Linked DNA regions of Ovis aries: region 1 is linked to region 2. Evidence: chromatin contacts called from public Hi-C data. All regions are on one chromosome and are shown on one strand. Each heading gives the region's core, a stretch centred on a gene start, on an enhancer-like site or on the middle of the called end of the contact. The rest is flanking DNA. Distances are from core to core; before and after follow the strand shown.

Region 1 (5,009 bases), core at 1,672-4,171, 290 kb after region 2:
GCCCGCCGTCATGCTATTCATGGCGCCCGCAGAGCCGCCGGGCATGCCAGCCACCGCCCCGGGGCTCAGCCCGGCTCCCAGGCCCGGGTTTGCGTAGGACATGTTGAACGAAGCCGGGGTCATGTTGCCGCTCGTGCTCATGGTGTTCATGGTCATGTAGGTGTTCATGGAATTCATGGTGCCCAGACCCGAGTTCATGTTGCTGACCGGGACGGAGGAGTAGGCCTGGAGCGGAGACAGCGTGAAGAGGCCCCGAAGGGCTGAGTTAGCAGTGGGCGCGCTGGTGGCTACTGGCCCCCCGGCAAATCCGAAAACGAGAACTCGAGGCCATTTCTGCAAAGTCTAAGATCCCCCAACCAGGGGCAAACCGGCGGGCGCCTTCCCCAGAGCCAGCAAAGAGATGTCGTGCACGGCAGGGGGGGGAATCCTAGCTCGGCAGGCATGAAAGCCAAGAACTCACAGAAAATATGTCCCCAGGAAGATGTGTAATCGCCTTACACGCCGGGCTTAGGGGCCGGCTTCTGGGGCCCCTCCATCGCCTCTATCCACGCCAGGCCGGTATCCCACTTTCCACCCCAGATCGGGCCTCGGCAAAGCCGTCCTTTTGCTTGAAAGGAGTTAAAACTCCGAAAATAGAATTAATATCTCGGATCCTCGGCTTATTCACTCCACCTTAAGCGTGCGGTGGGTAGGACAGTGCTTCCCCCCATGCCCCAGCCCCCACCCTTAGGCGGGCAACATCCCCAGATTTGCACCCATCTCGCCTAAGCCTGCCAGGCCTGGGCTGACCACCTAGCGGCCCGTGCTTTCTCGGGTGACAGTTAACCTCTCCCTGATAGAGCAAATCATCCATGGCCATATGACCAAACATTTCCAAACAACTGGCTTTACTGTCTTAGCAGCTTTCACCAAATGGTGACTTTTTGTTGTTCATTATATTTAGTAGTGTTTTCCATCTACTTGTAGCAACTGTAATATTAAAAGAGAAAAAACTCAGAGTAACTTTTGGAAAAAATATATATATAATAGGAGAAAGAATAGGGGAGGGTACATAATAATATCAATGCACAACCTACATTTACATTTACAGCCATTCATAAACTTGAACTAATTTCATTACCTATTTCCAGGCCCCTAATGTTTGAAAATTTTGGTGACAAAATTTATAGAAATAATCACATTTTTTACATAGTCTGATTTTTGCCACTGATCATCTCAAAACCTGGCTTTTGAAACTATATGAATAGTATCAAATACTTTAAAATTCAAAAATCAAAGTCCACTTGCTTTCTCTTAATGCTATTCTACTTCCCAATTCTAACCTGTAAAGAAGCTCTTTTCATAGAGAATTTAACTCACTAGTGAGCGGAGATGACTGTACCTGAATTAAATCTGAGGAAGTGTTCTGAGCTTCTTCTTAAATCATCAGTAGGGGAAAACTCTTATCAATGGCAATCTGAGAATGCACTAGATATGTTAAAAATATAGAGTATAGAAATGTAAAAACTACTTATCTGTTAACTTACTAAAAATAATATCCTTACATTTATTTTCATCCGAAAACATGACTTTATTTGAAAACATAAAAGGTGAACAAACATTTAATTAGGCACACATTCTGCTATAGTATGCAAATAAACTCGGGATATGTTTGTGAATATATACACATATAAATTTAAATAAATTAATTACCATGAAAATATTTCTTGATTTTATGTTTTTCTGTCCATGTCTTAAAGTATATTTTACTTTTCCTCTTCCCAAGATTATCCAAGGCAGTTTCAATAAACGTTTTCAATAATGGTACATTTTTGGAGGGTAATCGCCAGTTATTTCCAGAGAAATACTTTTAGGAGTAGGAGGTGGTCCTGCCTGTACCTGGTTTTCCTCGCAATCCCTTTGTGCACACTGTATTGATAAAATAAACCACACGAACGTGCCACCAAGGGGACAATGAAGAGAAACAGGTTCTCCGCCCGCCCGGAGTGCTGGAGGAAAAGTCAGCTCTCACTAGCGCCACCCAGCGGTTCTAAACAGGAAGAAGCACACTTCTCCCCAAACAGGGCTTTTGAAGAACTTTTACAAAATTTCGGAATCATTTCATTATCAAGATTCGCATTATTAGCGGCTGCGCGCTTTCATCAGAAGACATCTGAGAATTCAACTACGGCAGGAAGAAACTGCCCCGCAGGCGAATTTCTACCCTTTTCAGACTTGCCTCAAACTCATGCCTCCGCCAGCCAGCCAACCCGCGCGCGGCACCCGGGTCTGGGCTCTGGCTCCCGTTCTCCGCAAGCAAGAGGCAAGTGTGTCCCAGAGAGCGGGTGCTTTCACAGCAAGAGTTTCCTAAAACCGTCTCGCCCGCTCGGAGCGCCGATCGCCGGAATCCCGTCCCCGGGCCGGGCTGAGGATCCGGCCCCCAGGCCCGTTTAGCCAAGGCCCGGCCGGGGCTAACCCGGGTGGGTAGGCACCGGTGGCACGGAGGAGGAGCCCCCAGTCCACCCGCTGCCCGCCTAGCCTGGTTTCCCCCGTCCCAGCACTGGCTCCAGGAACGTCCCGCCTGCCGCCCGCCTCTCACCTCCTGTGTGTCCGCATAGTAGCTGTTCCAGTCGCTGCTCTCGTGCCCTTCCATCTTCACAGTCCCTAACATCCTGGAGCCACCCTGCTCGCTGCAACCATCCAGCCCTGTGCGAAGCGACTGGCAGCCGCGCGGCCCGGGGCGGGGGGCGGGGAGCCGAGCCGCTGCAGTCACCCGAGGGCCCGCGCCGGCCCAACGCCACCCTAGCGAGGAGGAAGCCAGGAGCTGCGGGGCGCGGCGTGCTCGGCGGCGGCGGCGGCGGCGGTGGGGCGGGCGGGGGCAGGCGGCGGCCGCGGAGCGCGCCGCCGGGGAGCGCCTCCGCGGGAAGTGAGCTGGCGGCCTCTGCGAGATGAGTGCAGTTGAGCTGATGTGGATCTTACGTCGCTCGAGTGCCCACCTCCTCGTCCTCTCCCCATTTGTCCGCCGCACAAAGACGCTCGCACCTACAAAGCCCGAGGTGCACCTGCGAGGCGGCCGCCCGCCAGCCCGGCCGCCGCGCCTCCCGCCCCGCCGCGCCGCCGCCGCCGCGCGCGCCCCCTGGGCCCCCTCCCGCCGCGCCCCCTCCCCCAAACCCGACCCTCACTTTGTTTGCCAAGCGGCGTAATTGGTTTAAGCCGGGAGGCTGGGGGAAGAGGGAAACCCGGGTGGCGGTGGTGGAGGCGGGGTGGGGTGTGTGTGTGTGTGTAACCCCTCTTTGGAAGAGGAAAAAAGAAAAATAGGCGGGGCCGGGAGTGCTAGCGAGGGTTTTGGATGGGAACCGCGCAGCCGATGAAGCGCTGGGGGCGGTGGCGCTGGAGCCCGGGCTCCTGGGGGTAGAGCCGGCTCCATGACCCCAGGGTTCCCCTGGGGGACCTTCGGCCCTCGGTGCTGCGACCCCGTCCCGCGCCCCTCCTGCCTCCTACTATTCTGCCCGCTTCCAGCTCCCGCCCTTCTGATTCCTGACCTAAAAGTTCAACCCCGGGAGACTGGAAAATTCAGACTTCCTCCTCCCTCCCCCGGCCCCCGCCCCGGACTTCAGGACTGAAAAAGGAAAAAGCCCCACTTTTGCCCCGTCACTAGAAACTCGGCCATCTGAGTCAGCCGAGCCAGGTGACGTTAGGCCGATCCCGGCTCCTGGCTAGCAGAGTGGAGACGCTGCCACGAAACCCGTACCTGCGGCTAAGAGCAGGTGAGTCACAACACCGTTTTATATCTTTATGACATAACTTTTTTTTTCCACCTCGATCCGCTCTACTCCCCCTGTCATCTGCAGCGATCACGAAGAGGAAGAAACTGAGAACAGATGTCTATGTGATAGGGCAGGCGGACCCGAGTCGGGCCGTCCTCCCTCTGCCCAGCTCCTCCTCCCGCCCCCCTTCCGCAGCCTCGGGGACTGAGCTGGAGGCGACCGTCTGGTTTCTGATAGGGAAAGGTCAGGGGGAGGGGACATCTCCCTAAATACGCGCCGGGAGAGGCTGGGCTCGGGCGCGGGAAAGCATCTACTCGGCTAGAGAGGTGCCAGGCCGAAGCCAGCGGTGGTGACGGCGGTGCTTGGTCCCATCTCTGATCTGGAGTGGCCGGGCTGGGACTGGACATCCGTGGGAAGTGCTTCTTCAAGCAGAGCCTCTTGGCTTCTATGAGACTCTGGGTAGTGGCTTGCCCACAAGCCCTGGGGAGGACCAACTAAAGTGACTGGGTGGTAGGCAGTGAGTTGGTGAGAGGTTGTGCTATGGTGATTGTGTGGTTCTGAGTGTGTGTGTGTGTGACCATGTATGTGCTGTACTTTCGGAGAACCACTAGGTTTAAGTAGCAATAAAAAATCTTTCCGAAAGGACTAAGAATCCGCGAAATATTCTTGTTTGGCAAAGTTTTAAACTGTTATTAATCTCATTTTAAGAAATGTGTTTTAACTTGTCTTCCAAACAGATTCCTTTCCCCCCTGTGCTTTGTTCTTACAAACCTTTCTTCCTTGAAATCTGGCAAGAGAATCACATTAAATCCTTGAACCAAACAAATCTCTTAAATCAGCAGGAGAGCATGAGAGGGTGAAGATGTGTAGTTAAGGAAATAAAAAAAGATAAAAGCATTGGATTCCAATTCCTTTAAGAAAAAAAAAGGGAGGGTGGTGGTAGTGAGTAACGTCACACTGTAAGGAAAGGCTTGAGAGTGAAATTAAATCACCTGGAACTCAGCAGCCAGTCGCCCTCCCCAACTGCAGCCAGTCCCATCAATTTGTGTAAATATATCTGCAAACCTGTGGGTCTGCACATATTTCTCAGGGCGACAGTCAGAAACTAATTCTTTTGTGCAAGGTTCCCATCAACAGCAGGACCTTAGTCCCATTTGTAAAGTACATGGATGCATAGGCTCCTCAGCCTGACTGGGGAGGTGGGGGTACTTTCAGTGCTAATGAGCTTCCTTGTTCCTTCCCGCGGTGATTCGCCAACGCCCT
Region 2 (5,109 bases), core at 416-2,915:
ATAGGATTCACAGGGATTTCATATGAAGCCTATTTAATCAGGATAACACGGTTATTAATATTCATAATGTCAGCTGGAACACAAATGACAGACTATGGGGCCTAAAAATTTTACTTGGTGAATTTATTAAAAGTAGCTTAAAAAATTAATGAAATTGAAGTAAAGTTGGTGAATATGAAAATCTTGTGTTAGCAGAAAAAAAATCTCTATTAGAACTTTCTTTAAGACCATTTTGCATTGATGTCTTTTGACAGATTTCATTGGTACTTAAAGAAGAAAGATGCATGAATGGTCATTTAAGAGGATTTAAACACATTGGCACATTAATTTTTACATGAATAATAAGTACTTTCCAAAAGCAATTAACTTACAGTGTACAAGATATGAATTGAAAAATAAGACTGTGACATCAAGGGCAAAGCAAATGTGCTGTACATTTTAAACTTAGTGGCAGGACTTTTTAATATTTTGGTTTATTTCTATAGTTTGCATAGGCTGTGACTTAGAATATAGTTATTTTACTGCATTTGAAAGCATAGTAGAAAGGAATATTGTTCCCTCCCGGACTAAAAAAATTGATACTGATAAGCATTATCCCCTGCAAGTATCTATTGCATTTATTGGAGAATTAAACACTTGTTTTTTGTTTTTTTTTTTTTCTTTAAAATTATTTTTCCTTTTAGAAACAAGTTCACCAGGAAACCAGCTCCCCTAAACACTTGTTATACCATTGTTTATGTTTGAGCATATGTTCAATTTTGTACAAAGTTTAAGGGATGATTCTGAATAGGCTTAGTGATACAAATACATATGTGTTAACATAGTCTTACTGGTTATATCATAACTTAAATGTGTAAAAAATACATTTCTAAAAGTATAGTGTAAGAAATTTAGTTGATACACATCAGGTAGTATTCAAGTAAATTTGTTCTGAATGTTAGCCTAAAAAAGTAAAAAGTTGGGAATGGCTTAAGTAAAACTGGGGTGTTTTATTTTGTGTACTGCCTGCTATTTATGTTTTAAAATGAGCTTGTAATGATATTATACAGGTGCTGTAGGTCTTTTTTGTTATTGTTGTTATTGGAGTTCATTAAAAACAATTAGTTTAGACCATTTTGTATAGTCACAGTAATACTGAGTGTTTTGTTTTATATCCATCAGAGATTATTTTTTTTATCCATTTTTAGTACTTATAAAATCATAGCTTAAATCTCTAGCAGTCTAGTTAGGGTTTACCATTGAGAGAATATAGGTGTTGGTCTGACAGTCCGAGAGGGAACTAGAAGTTTCACTTGCAGCCAGTGTCCTATATGAATGATTTAGTTTCATCAGATTATAGGAATTGCCTGGTATGTTTTGGGACTCATATTCAGAACTTGAATGGAAAAATCACTAATTACTAGAGTGTGAAAAAATTATCACAATAAGCCATAAATGAAAATCTTTTGCTTAAGGAATGAAATCAAATTTATATATAAATATATATATATGTGTGTATATATATATATATTTCTTTTTTTTTTCCTTTTTAGTGTCCTTTTAAAACTTAGATTTTGGGTAAGGGGAAATGTTTTGTTTTTGGCTCTGAAGTATTCACTTATATGCCCAGGAGAGGGCAGCATTTTACTATATCAGTCTCATAAAAGAATTAGCCCTACTTAGACTGTCAATGTTTCTTGTAATTACTCCCAGTATATTTGTTGCTTGCTTATGAATTAACTTGCATTTATGGAACTAAATCATTCCAATCATTTAATTACACCTGAGGAGCTGAACTATAATTGCTTGCTTCCAACTAGGATCTGATATGGCTTGAGCAGTATTAATTTGGTGTTTACTTTTCTGAGTGCTAAAAGCATTAAAATGATTGTGCAATGGGATTACATTTTACTAATTGCTGGCATTCATTAGCTGGGTAAATGATGAGGAAGAGTGACTGTATATCGCAAAGGGATAAAATTATGGTTTTAAATAGTATATTACTAAGCACATTAAGGCCTGTAAGGCATGTTTTAAAATACTCCAGAGGTTATTAAAGACTGTATTTTCTACATGTCTTGCTATATGAATCTCTTATTAAAAGACTGCAATTATTATTAACCTTTTTGGGCAATATGGAAGGAAATGGCTTCATTGACTGGAACATATTTCTTTGATATTAATAACTTCCTATATTTTCAGTTAATCCAAAAGTAAATGAGGAACTTAGAAAAAGATTGCCAACTCCAGATCAACATATTTAGAGAAAATTGGAATAGGAGAAGCTTGCTACAGCTTTATTTGAGGACTTTTTAAAGAACGCAGAGTTCTAGCTGTGAGGTGAATCTAATTTTATTATTCTCTTTAAAAGCATGCAAAAAAGTGAACTTGCATAGCTTTGATCATATTTATTATGAAAACAAATGCAAGAGAGAAATACCAATAATTCCACAAGCTGAAAATAACCTTTAAAAAAATTAGAGTAACATTTTAAAATTACACACTATGAAATATTTATGTGCAAATATACATTCAAATAAATAAGTTTGAAATTTTTGCTATAAACTTATGACAAATAGAGTAAAATTTTTATTTTTCTTAAATTGTTGAAGTTGTATTAATAGTTGCAGAAGACTTAAGTTAAATAAATTGAATAGTTCCCTAACCAAAGGAGCAAGAATGTCTAGACACTTACCCTTGAACTGTATTTACTAAAATGTAAGTGTGAATGAAAGAACTATTTTTCTGAGAAAAAAGATTTAATTTCACGTGTTGAAATATACAGTTAATTGTCCTATTATAAGTGTTTTAGAAAACCAGTTATCCTGTAAATTCTCTCTTAAACAAAGGTAAGATTTAGGTGTGTTCTGATATATTGTTTTAAGTTTATTTATCTAGAGTTGGCTTTATTTTAGCCTCAAATCTTGGCGCAGAAACCAGAGACATTGCCAGAGCAAACAAGAACAGAAGTGCAAATGGAGGACTGGTCAAAAGGTAAGGACTTTTAAGGTATTAATACCAAACCCCAGGTGATGTGCTACTTTAAGGCACTGAATGAAGTGTGTTTGTTCTAACCAGTGTATTAGACAGGAGCAGATAAGCACAAGCACACACGCACGCACACATGCAAGGAAGGAAGTATACACAGAAAGACCCACATTCTGCAAAAGAGACACAAGGAGAAAGAGAAAAGGCACAGAGCAAGAGACACTGAAAGAGAAAAAGGAAAGCAGACACACAAAGAGAAAGACACACACCCACAAAGTGATAGAGGAGATTGAGAGAATGACTAGTAGAGAAATGCATGCAGAGAGGCAAACTCAGAGAAAGAAACCCAAACAGAGAAAGGAGACACAGACACAGGGGGGAGATGGTAAACTCAATGAAAAAGACACAGGTACACATATAGAGGTACACAGAGAGAGACGCATGCATAGATACACACAAGAAGACACACATCCCGAGACTCATGGAGAGGTACCGGAGTAAGAGAAACAGACATCCTGTGACAGAGAGAGAGGAGTTGGGCGGAGACGGGAAAGGGACACACTGAGAGAGGGGGGCACCTGTGTACACGCAGACACTCTCAGAAAGAGACAGAGATGAGCACAAAGAGACATGGAAGATACACATACATGCAGAGACAGACATGTAAGGAGAGGAGACACACATACACAGAAAAACAGAGACACATACAGAGACACTTGTACACTAAAAGGCGCACTCAGAGACAACCACAGAAAAACAGTCAAAGGGGGATTCTCCCTAAAGAGTCAGAGCCACAGACACTCGCAGAGATGTGCAGAGGAAAGCGGATGTGCACAGGCAGAGGAGAGAGCAGTCAGAGAGAAACACAGTCTGAAAGACAGACAGACAAAGAGATGTCCTGCCAAAGGGAGAAATAGTGGAAGGGTGGATGGGATGGAGGGATGGATGGATGGATGGATGGATGGATGGATGGATAGGTACAAACGTAGGTAGATAAGTAGAGGACACCCATCTGTGTGTAGAGCAAGGTAGAATAAGTGCTACACAGACAGGTTTTAAAAATGTTTGGTTTTTATTTGAGGTCTTTTACTAAATGTGGATACAGTTGCAAATCTGAAATCCTTGGATAACAAATCATTCTGAATATAGTATGACGTATAGTTGAAGACTTGAAATTTTATGTTCGTCATTTTTATGTCCTCTGAATTTTTCCAAATAGAATTATTATCGAAACATTGCACACATCTCTCTTTCCCCTCTTCTTCAACAGGGCTTTCTTTACCATTTATCAACCACACTGTTACCTTTTTTGGAAGGTTAAAGGCCATTTGAGGGAACTCTTCTGTCATCCTTGAACTAAATCAGTTAATAGCTACATTCTTGCGAGATACAGAAAGATGCTACACTGAGTATATCTTTTTTGATTTCTCCATTTGTTTTTGATTTCTATACTATTACAGATTTTCTTGTCATTTAGCGTACCGTTAGCAACCTTTCTCTTATGATTCTAGGCTACATTCTGAGTTTAGTATCCACGTAACTGATTGCATTGTGTATAAAGGAATAGCAAGTAGTACCTGAGTAATGTACATAGTTAAGGATTTTAATGAAAAGTTAATAGCTTTAGTGGAAGGATTTTGTGGCACTTGATTTTAGTCTACTCTCTTTATATTCAACTTGTGATAATGATGTATTGGGGTGAAGCAGGAAACTATTTGTTGTAGCTGTTTTTATTCATTTATGCAGATAAGCAGGCAAACACTCTTGAAAAACTCAAAGCAGTTCTTACTCAATGTATGTGCAAAATAAGAAAAGAGGAAGTAAATAACAATGCCCTTCTTGCTTTTGTTCCCTGTTCAGAGGTCACGTTGCGATGAAAGCCATGTGTTTCACATTATAGACCAAAGGATCTTTAAGGAGCCAAAGGAATTATTTTTAATATCTCTAAAGTGTAGGGACTGTAGAGGAAATACTTCTCATAAATGTGAAACAACCATGGGAAATGTTAAGGAAGGGAACTGCTGAAGCTCTAGGACACTTGTGGAGAGGAAGGTTTTAGGACTGAAGACAGATGCATAAATAGTTTGCAGGAGGCAGACTGCAGGAGACGTGACTGAAACATCATTAAGAAAATTTGCATTT

Evidence for each region. A called contact is a pair of places that touch in the nucleus more often than the background predicts.
Region 1: a Hi-C map of liver shows a contact between it and region 2, with 4 times the contacts expected there. The contact joins the promoter of FOXA1 here to the enhancer-like site in region 2. A contact is called at or near these places in 3 of 16 Hi-C or Micro-C datasets (liver, mixed tissues and tail adipose tissue).

Annotation. Positions count from the first base shown.
Region 1 is chr18:45,504,789-45,509,797 of ARS-UI_Ramb_v3.0, forward strand. FOXA1 (forkhead box A1) reads right to left here and starts at 2,922. Exons shown (of 2, transcript XM_027957292.3): 1 at 2,579-2,922; 2 at 1-225. The coding sequence starts at 2,650. TTC6 (tetratricopeptide repeat domain 6) reads left to right here and starts at 3,145. Exons shown (of 32, transcript XM_060401450.1): 1 at 3,145-3,746.
Region 2 is chr18:45,218,031-45,223,139 of ARS-UI_Ramb_v3.0, forward strand. MIPOL1 (mirror-image polydactyly 1) reads left to right here. Exons shown (of 18, transcript XR_009597113.1): 2 at 2,895-2,973. Among named protein-coding and RNA genes, the nearest start is that of MIPOL1, 57 kb to the left of the region's middle. Within about 2 kb of position 1,666, at least 2 of the 54 cell types and tissues checked have an H3K27ac peak or open chromatin away from gene starts, as enhancers often do. A contact at or near this core is called in liver, where this site is marked.